2 separate regions of the Mus musculus genome follow, and region 1 is linked to region 2. Evidence: chromatin contacts called from public HiChIP or PLAC-seq data. All regions are on one chromosome and are shown on one strand. Each heading gives the region's core, a stretch centred on a gene start, on an enhancer-like site or on the middle of the called end of the contact. The rest is flanking DNA. Distances are from core to core; before and after follow the strand shown. Region 1 has its middle 15 kb from the start of Gm9888. Region 2 holds the start of Gpd1l (glycerol-3-phosphate dehydrogenase 1-like).

Region 1 (3,380 bases), core at 217-2,716, 180 kb after region 2:
GTTGTGAGCTACTTTGTGGTTGCTGGGAATTGAACTCAAGACCTCTGGAAGAGCAGTCAGTGCTCTTAACTGCTACACCATCTCTCCAGCCTGAAAAGATTTTTTTTTTTTTGCTATTAAAAAATAAATTTAATTCACTTAATAGAGTGCTCATCCAGCATGCAAAACATGCCCTCAGTGAAGAAGCCTGTGGTGGTCCGTTCATAATAACAAGGCAGAAGTGGAGACAGGAGGATCGGAATTCAACCAAGGGCAGGCCAGGATAGACCAACCTTTACTAAAAACAAAAAGGTAAGTGTTGTGTAACTCCTGCATTCTGGAGGCTGAGGCAGGAAGATGCTAAGTCTGAAGCTAGCATAGCTACACGTAGGGAGACCTTGTCTCAAAAAAAATAAAATAAATAAAAAAGTAAAAATGTAAAAATCATTTTAAGGTATCTTTTGTTGTTTTGGTTTTGGTCTTTTTGAAACAGGGTTTCTCTGTAGCCTTGGCTGTTTTGAAACTAGCTCTGTAGACCAGGCTAGCCTTAAATTCTGTGATCCACTTGCCTCTGCCTCCCAAGTGCTGGGATTAAACAAAACAAACAAGCAAAAAACCCAAAAATTTAAGCCACCACGATCCCAAAAAAGTGAGTTCCAGAACTAACACAGAGAGACTATATATATATATATATACATATATACATATACACATATGTATATATATGTGTATATATATATATTAATAATAGTTGAACATTTTTTTAAAAGTTTGTAAGAAACCGGTATGAAAGATGCTTCTAACCTTACAATGGCCTGGGTGACCAGCTCCAAGAGGCTTCCCCTCAGAAAATACTCACTACCTCCTGGGAAGGTGAGGACAGTCAGTAGGTTCCTAAGATTTTACTGTCTTCTTATGTATCTAGAAAAACTGCAAAAATAAAAAATATCCTCATGCGCGCGCACACACACACACACACACACACACACACACACAACCGATTGGCTACCACCTGAGGATGATCGCTGTCCGGATCAGTCAGGGTTCTCTAAACTGCGGCAGATCCTGCCTTCTGGGCGCTTCGCTTCGGAGGTGGCAGCTGGCCCAGGGCTGCCAGCTGCTCACTGATGCCAGCTGCCCCAGTGACCCAGAAAATTGGAAATCTGGGCCTTCTAGCTAAGCATCTCCCAATCTGGAAACGTTGCCAACGAAACCTAGAAACGAAGCTGAAACCAAACAAGCCCTGTCTGGGGGCACACCCGGCCGGCTCGCCCACTGGCAAGTGACCCCGCGCGTGTCCTGGCGGTAAAGCGGGGAAGTCCTGCTGAGGCCCGCAGGGCTGCCAGCTGTTTCCTCTGCGGCCTCGCCAGGCGGAAGCCTCCCTCCCCTGCCGCAGTTGTGCATGCCTGCAGCAGCCTCTCCTCCCAACCGCGCTCTACTTCCTAGTTGCAGAAACTCCACCCTTAGGTGGAGGCCACCGACTTGCGCCCACTCGTGCAGCGCGCGCCCCCTGGCGACCAGAGGAACGCACTGCCACTCCTGCCCGGCCAGAGCAGAGGCTGAGGTTCTGACGTAGAGCAGAGATGTGCACACTTCTGTGGACGCACAGATTAGTCATAGTCTTCCATTCAGGGCACACAATAACCACTGGCCCACGCCTGGCCGTCCCCTTCCTACCTTCAGATTAGCTTTCCCCTTAATTTCTCGAGAGAGATAGCTCTCTCTCAAGCACGCGCACACACACAGGATTTATTAGAGTGGCTTGCAGGGGACACAGGCTTGCCCAGATACTTTGGTTCTCGTAGATTGCAGATGTGGCCGAGTTGACAACCAAGATTAGCCATCACATGATGCTTATCGTCTCTTGCGCCCATCTTTCTCTTTCCACCATCACTTCCGGAACCACCGATCACCACACAGTTGCTTTTCTTATGTTAGTTCTACTCTAGAGCACATGAGTTCATATGTCAGCAGGGGACATCCCCGTGTAGCCTTGGTGGCTTTATTTGCCTGTCACCCTACTGGCCTCAAGCCACACCTTCTCTCCCACATCCTTAATTTATTTTAAAGATAGGGTCTCAGTGGAGATAAAGGCACAGTCCTTTAATCCCAACACTCGGGAGTCGGGAGACAGAGGAAGGTGGATCTCTGTGAGTGCAAGGCCAGCTTGGTCTACAAAGTGAGTTCCAGGACAGCCAGGAATATAGGGTCAAACTCTGTCTCAAAAAAGAAAAAAAATAGGGTCTTACTCTGTACCTATGTACCCCAGGCTGCCCTGGAACTCATAATGATCCTCCTGTCTCAGCCTCTCAGTCTGGGATTATAAGTGTACACCACTGTGTTGGGCATCTCCTTATTTTTAAAACATTTATTATTTTTATTTTATGTGTTTGAGTGTTTTGCTTGCATGCATGTGTGCAAACATGCACACATGGTACCTACAGAGGCCAGGTTAGGGTGTCAACTCCCCTAGAGCTGAAGTGACAGATAGTTGTGAGCCACCACGTAGGTTATATAACATGTCTGTTATTCCAACACTGGGAGGTGGAAGCAGAAAGATCAGAAGTTCCCTGCTGAGAGAGGCGGGAGGAAGAACAACAAAAAATACAAATACAAAATGTTGAGGACTGTATAAACATTTTATTTTATACACGAGTGCTCTATCTGCATGTACACCTGCATGCCAGAAGAGGGCATCAGATCCCATTATAGATGATTGTGAGCCACCTTGTGTGGTTGCTGGGAATTGAACTCAGGACCTCTGGAAGAGTAGACAATGCTCCTAACCATTGAGCCATCTCTCCAGCCCCCCACAAAAATTTGTTTAAAGGGCTGGTGAATATGTTCAGCAAAAAAAAGGCATTTGCTGAGTTGGATCCTGGGTCTCCCTCATGGTGGACAAAGAGCCCTGCCTCCCACAAGTCTGACTTCTAACAGGCACTGTAACATGCACATACACAGACATATAGGAACATTAAAAATAAGTTGGGGTGCCGGGCGGTGGTGGCGCACGCCTTTAATCCCAGCACTTGGGAGGCAGAGGCAGGCAGATTTCTGAGTTCGAAGCCAGCCTGGTCTACAAAGTGAATTCCAGGACAGCCAGGGCTATACAGGGAAACCCTGTCTCGAAAATAAATAAATAAATAAGTAAATAAGTAAATAAATAAATAAATAAATAAATAAGTTGGGGTAATGAGAATCCTTGCTGCCTTTTACAGCTGCCTTTATTTTAAAAAGTTTCTGTGATGCATATTACTTATAGAACTATAATTTAGCCTAAAAAAAAAAAAAAGACATCTCAGAGCGGTCAAGACTACAATTGTGTGTTCACACACGTTCATGTGTGCAGTACACATGTGTGAACATGCATAAGCACATGGGTGTGTAGACCAGAAGAAACC
Region 2 (3,670 bases), core at 858-3,357:
AAGAAAGGGATGACTACATAGCTAAATAATAGAACTCCTGTCATACACACACACACACACACACACACACACACACGGCCTAGGATTGAACCCCAACACCATTGAAAAAATAAAGAGAGAGTCATGTTTTCTAATAATTCTGACCTCATGAAGAGCTTTTCCCACTCTGTAGTTTGAGCCCCAACAGCCAAACTCACTTCGCTGTCTATTTATATCAATACCTTCTGGCAGCTAAACTCCCACCCACTCCTGAACTCAGAAGGAAATGGACCAAAGTGAGCACCGTACAGGACTGAGGCTAGCCCAAATGGTGCTTTCTTTTCTTCATGACAAGCCTTTCCATCTCTCAGAAAATGGTCACTTGTGTCACCAGTGATGCCCACGTGGTGCTGGCCTCCACTGTTTTTCAGGAGGCTCCCCGAACCCAATGGAGAGCCCTCCTCTGTGCCCAATTTTCTATTTCAGTTATTTGTGGGTCCACTCTCTGGCTCCCCAGAAAGCTTCCCTTCTCAAGGCAGGGCCACCTTGCCAAGGGCTCCTTTCTCAACCACTGGAGCTGGGGGATGGGGTCTCCTGTGCTCCCCTCCCCCGCCCCAGGCAGGCCTGGAACTCATTATGCAGCAGAGCCTCGCTGTGTAACCAGACTATACAGATCAGGATGGCCTCCAATTCATACAGACCTGCCCATTTGGGTATTAAAGGCATTTATCACCACACACAGTTTGACTTGGTGTTTTAAAATGATCCCACTGTTTGGCCTTGGCTGACCTGGAACTTGCTATGTAGACCAGGCTGGCCTTGACTCAAAGAGACTAATTTGCCTCTGCCTCTAGAGTGCAAGAAATAAACCTATTCTATTTTTAAATTAAATTTATTTTAAACCAGACATTAATTTAATGAATTTAATTTAATCCAGATAGTTGCCTTTAATCCCAGCATTTGGGAGGGAGAGGCAGACAGACCTCTTGTGAGTTTGAGGCCACCCTGGTCTTTAGCATGTTTTAGACCATCCAGGGCTACACTGTGAGACTCTGTCTCAACAAATGAATTAATTAAAATAAGTTTGTTTACTATTGTGAGGCTGTGCGATTCTCTCCTTCCTCCGTGGGCCCTGGAGATCTGACTTCCATTAGGGTTACACCTTTCCTTGCTAAGTGAGCTAGCACTCTCCATTCTTGCTTTTGCTTTGTGATAGGGGCTCACGTGACCCAGGTTAGCCTCAAACTCACTGTCTAGTTAAGGATGACATTGAACTGCCGATCGTCCTGTCTCTACCTCCCTGAAGCTGAGATTACAACACATTCCACCATCTCTGTTTTTCGCGGCCGCGGCGTGCCCAATTGCAGTACAGCAGTTTGGATGGCTTTTTTGTGAAGCTCTGGCAGGGAGAGAAAAGGGGCATGCCCTTTGGGTAACCGTATGAGGGGGACAGTTCAAGTTTCTGCTTTGATCCTGTGTAGACAAGTTTTCCATCCTGAAATGCAAGGGTACTTGTTTGCGACAAGGTGGCCTCCCATTTTTATTTGGCCAAGGATAACCTGGGACTCCAGATTCTCCCTCCGTCTCCCACGTGCTGTGATTACAGGCCAGAGCCACCAGGCGCTAGTGTTTGAACTTCCTGTGTTCAATCTAGTTCTCTACCAACTGAACTACGACGCCACCCTTGTAGAGTAGATACTCCCAGATCAATGGCAGAAGACTTAAAGCTCCAGGCTCGCTAGGAAATTCAGGGGTGCCTGGACTTGTCCCGTTTATACGAATTTGACAGCCGTTGTTAAAGCAGGCGCAGGCTCCAAATCTGGGTGAATTCATAGTCAACTACTTAGGCTGTCTAGGCTCCACCCTTAAGTGATAGTTGTCCCTGCGCAAATTGCGATTAGGTGACACTTGTATAAGTTGGGTCGGGCTTGCTCTGTCCAGGATAGTGACACTCAGCAGCAGGAGCTCAGAGCTCCAGTCTGCGCAATAACATTGGCCTGCACGTGGCCCGCCTGGAACTGAAAGGGAGCCCGCAGGGAGGTGGACTACACATCCCAACATTCCTAGGGCAGGGGTGGGGCGACACCGGAGGCTGACCCGGCCACCCACCCGGACCAGGCGTGCGCAGTGGTTCCTGGGAGTGGTGGGGCGGGTCCTCCGGGCTGTCAGCTGTGGCCCTAGGCGCCTAGGCAGGGTGGCGGTGGCCATTGGCGGACAGGAGGGCGGGGCGGGGTCGCCCGGAGCGCCTATACTAGGCCGTTCCTGTGGAGGTGAGCAGCCGGCCTGGGAGGCACAGTGTGTGTTGCAGCGATCCGACTTGCAGCAGCGATCCGACTTGCAGCAGCGATCCGGCTTGGCCCTGAGAGGAAGGCTGTGCAGCAGCGATCCGGCTTGGCCATGGCAGCGGCGCCTCTGAAAGTGTGCATCGTGGGCTCGGGGAACTGGTGAGCAGAGGCGGGTGGGCGGCGCGGTCTCCGCCTCCAGGAAGCCCCGGTTCCGGGCCGGCCAGGGTTGCTCTCCCGCTGCTTCAGCGTGGACACCAGGGCATCGCGGGTAGGCAGAGAGGCGGGCCTGCGACCGCCTGTCCCGGTTGGACACTGCACGGACAGAGGCCACGCCGAGGAACCAGAGCGCGAGGTGCGGGGCCAAGGTGGCCCGGGTGGTAGCGCGCACCGCGCCCGCGGGCACCTGTTTGCGCACTGGTAACCCTGCGGTTAGGGCCACCTGCTCGCCACGCCCGGGTACTTGGCAAAACAACCCAAGGGCGTTCTCTATTCTCCCCTGCCGATCACCCCCGTGGAGGAATTTGCAGAGGCTCAGTTGTCCTTACTGCAGTTTTGGGATTGGGGAAACGGAGGCACAGAGCGTGAGAAGGGTCCTTGCTACCTGGGACAGTGCTGGCTTCAAGAGACAGTTCTCATTTCCTCTGGCGAGTGGTTCCCAATCATGTTAACGTGGTATCCGAGAAGAGAAAACAAGCCCCCAACCGGGACGTGAGGGTCCCAGGGAAAGGTGTTTGCAGAGCTTCGCGTCACCACTGGGCTGTATTTTCTGACTTAACTTGTAAAGTGCTTGGTGCTTAGAGGGCTTTGAAGCTCCTCCAGTAGTTTGCATACCTTGGTGGCCCTTAACGCAGGAGAAGTTGGGGGTCTCCGTGAGAAGGAGGCAGAGTATGGTGCGTTCCAGACTTTTCCCGCGGCCCAGGGGTGGAACAGTTGAAGGCCATTCTCGTGGCTTCTGTCCCCTTCTGTTTTCCTGTGGTCTGACGCACACCACAGTTCAGGCTGCTAGAAGCGGTACTGTTCTGGAGTCGTCGGAGCCACCTGACTGGTCTTTGAAAACTTGGCTCTGAAAGGACTTTTGGAGGAAACCTTAGCTGGCTGGACCGGTGGCCTCTCCCCGGCCTCCTATTGCTGGCCTCTACCCTTGCGTTGGCCTCAGTCCTTTACCTGGTGCCTGGCATATACTAAATAAAAAAATTTTTTTTCTTTGAGGCAGGTTTTACTTTAGCTCTGGCCTGATAGTTGCTGGGTAGACCAAGCGATCTACTCTCAGATTTGATTGCTGCTATTAAAGACGATGCAAGGGCCACATTGCCCAGCCCACTCCCCCCCCCCCCCTTTGGTTATGGAGATCGAACCTCTTGAGTAATAATGAATGCTCTGTCGTGGAGGAGACTCCTTACATCACC

The links. HiChIP or PLAC-seq counts read pairs in DNA pulled down with a chosen protein or histone mark.
Region 1: a contact with region 2 is called in an H3K4me3 HiChIP or PLAC-seq map of the 230-238 cell line, with 18 read pairs. The contact joins the enhancer-like site here to the promoter of Gpd1l in region 2. A contact is called at or near these places in 10 of 39 promoter capture datasets (HPC-7-derived erythroid cells, cranial neural crest, embryonic stem cells and 5 more), 1 of 15 datasets of contacts at CTCF or cohesin (large pre-B cells), 13 of 484 Hi-C or Micro-C datasets (CD4 T cells, the G1E-ER4 cell line, Th1 cells and 6 more), 19 of 115 datasets of contacts at active chromatin or transcription factors (the 230-238 cell line, bone marrow-derived dendritic cells, bone marrow-derived macrophages and 10 more) and 4 of 9 other capture datasets (adipose tissue, embryonic stem cells, liver and 1 more).

The regions. Positions count from the first base shown.
Region 1 is chr9:114,751,072-114,754,451 of GRCm38.p6, reverse strand. No RefSeq gene overlaps it. Among named protein-coding and RNA genes, the nearest start is that of Gm9888, 15 kb to the left of the region's middle. Within about 2 kb of position 1,466, at least 226 of the 459 cell types and tissues checked have an H3K27ac peak or open chromatin away from gene starts, as enhancers often do. A contact at or near this core is called in the 230-238 cell line, the G1E-ER4 cell line, Th1 cells and 11 more, where this site is marked.
Region 2 is chr9:114,932,424-114,936,093 of GRCm38.p6, reverse strand. Gpd1l (glycerol-3-phosphate dehydrogenase 1-like) reads left to right here and starts at 2,107. Exons shown (of 8, transcript NM_175380.5): 1 at 2,107-2,423. The coding sequence starts at 2,377.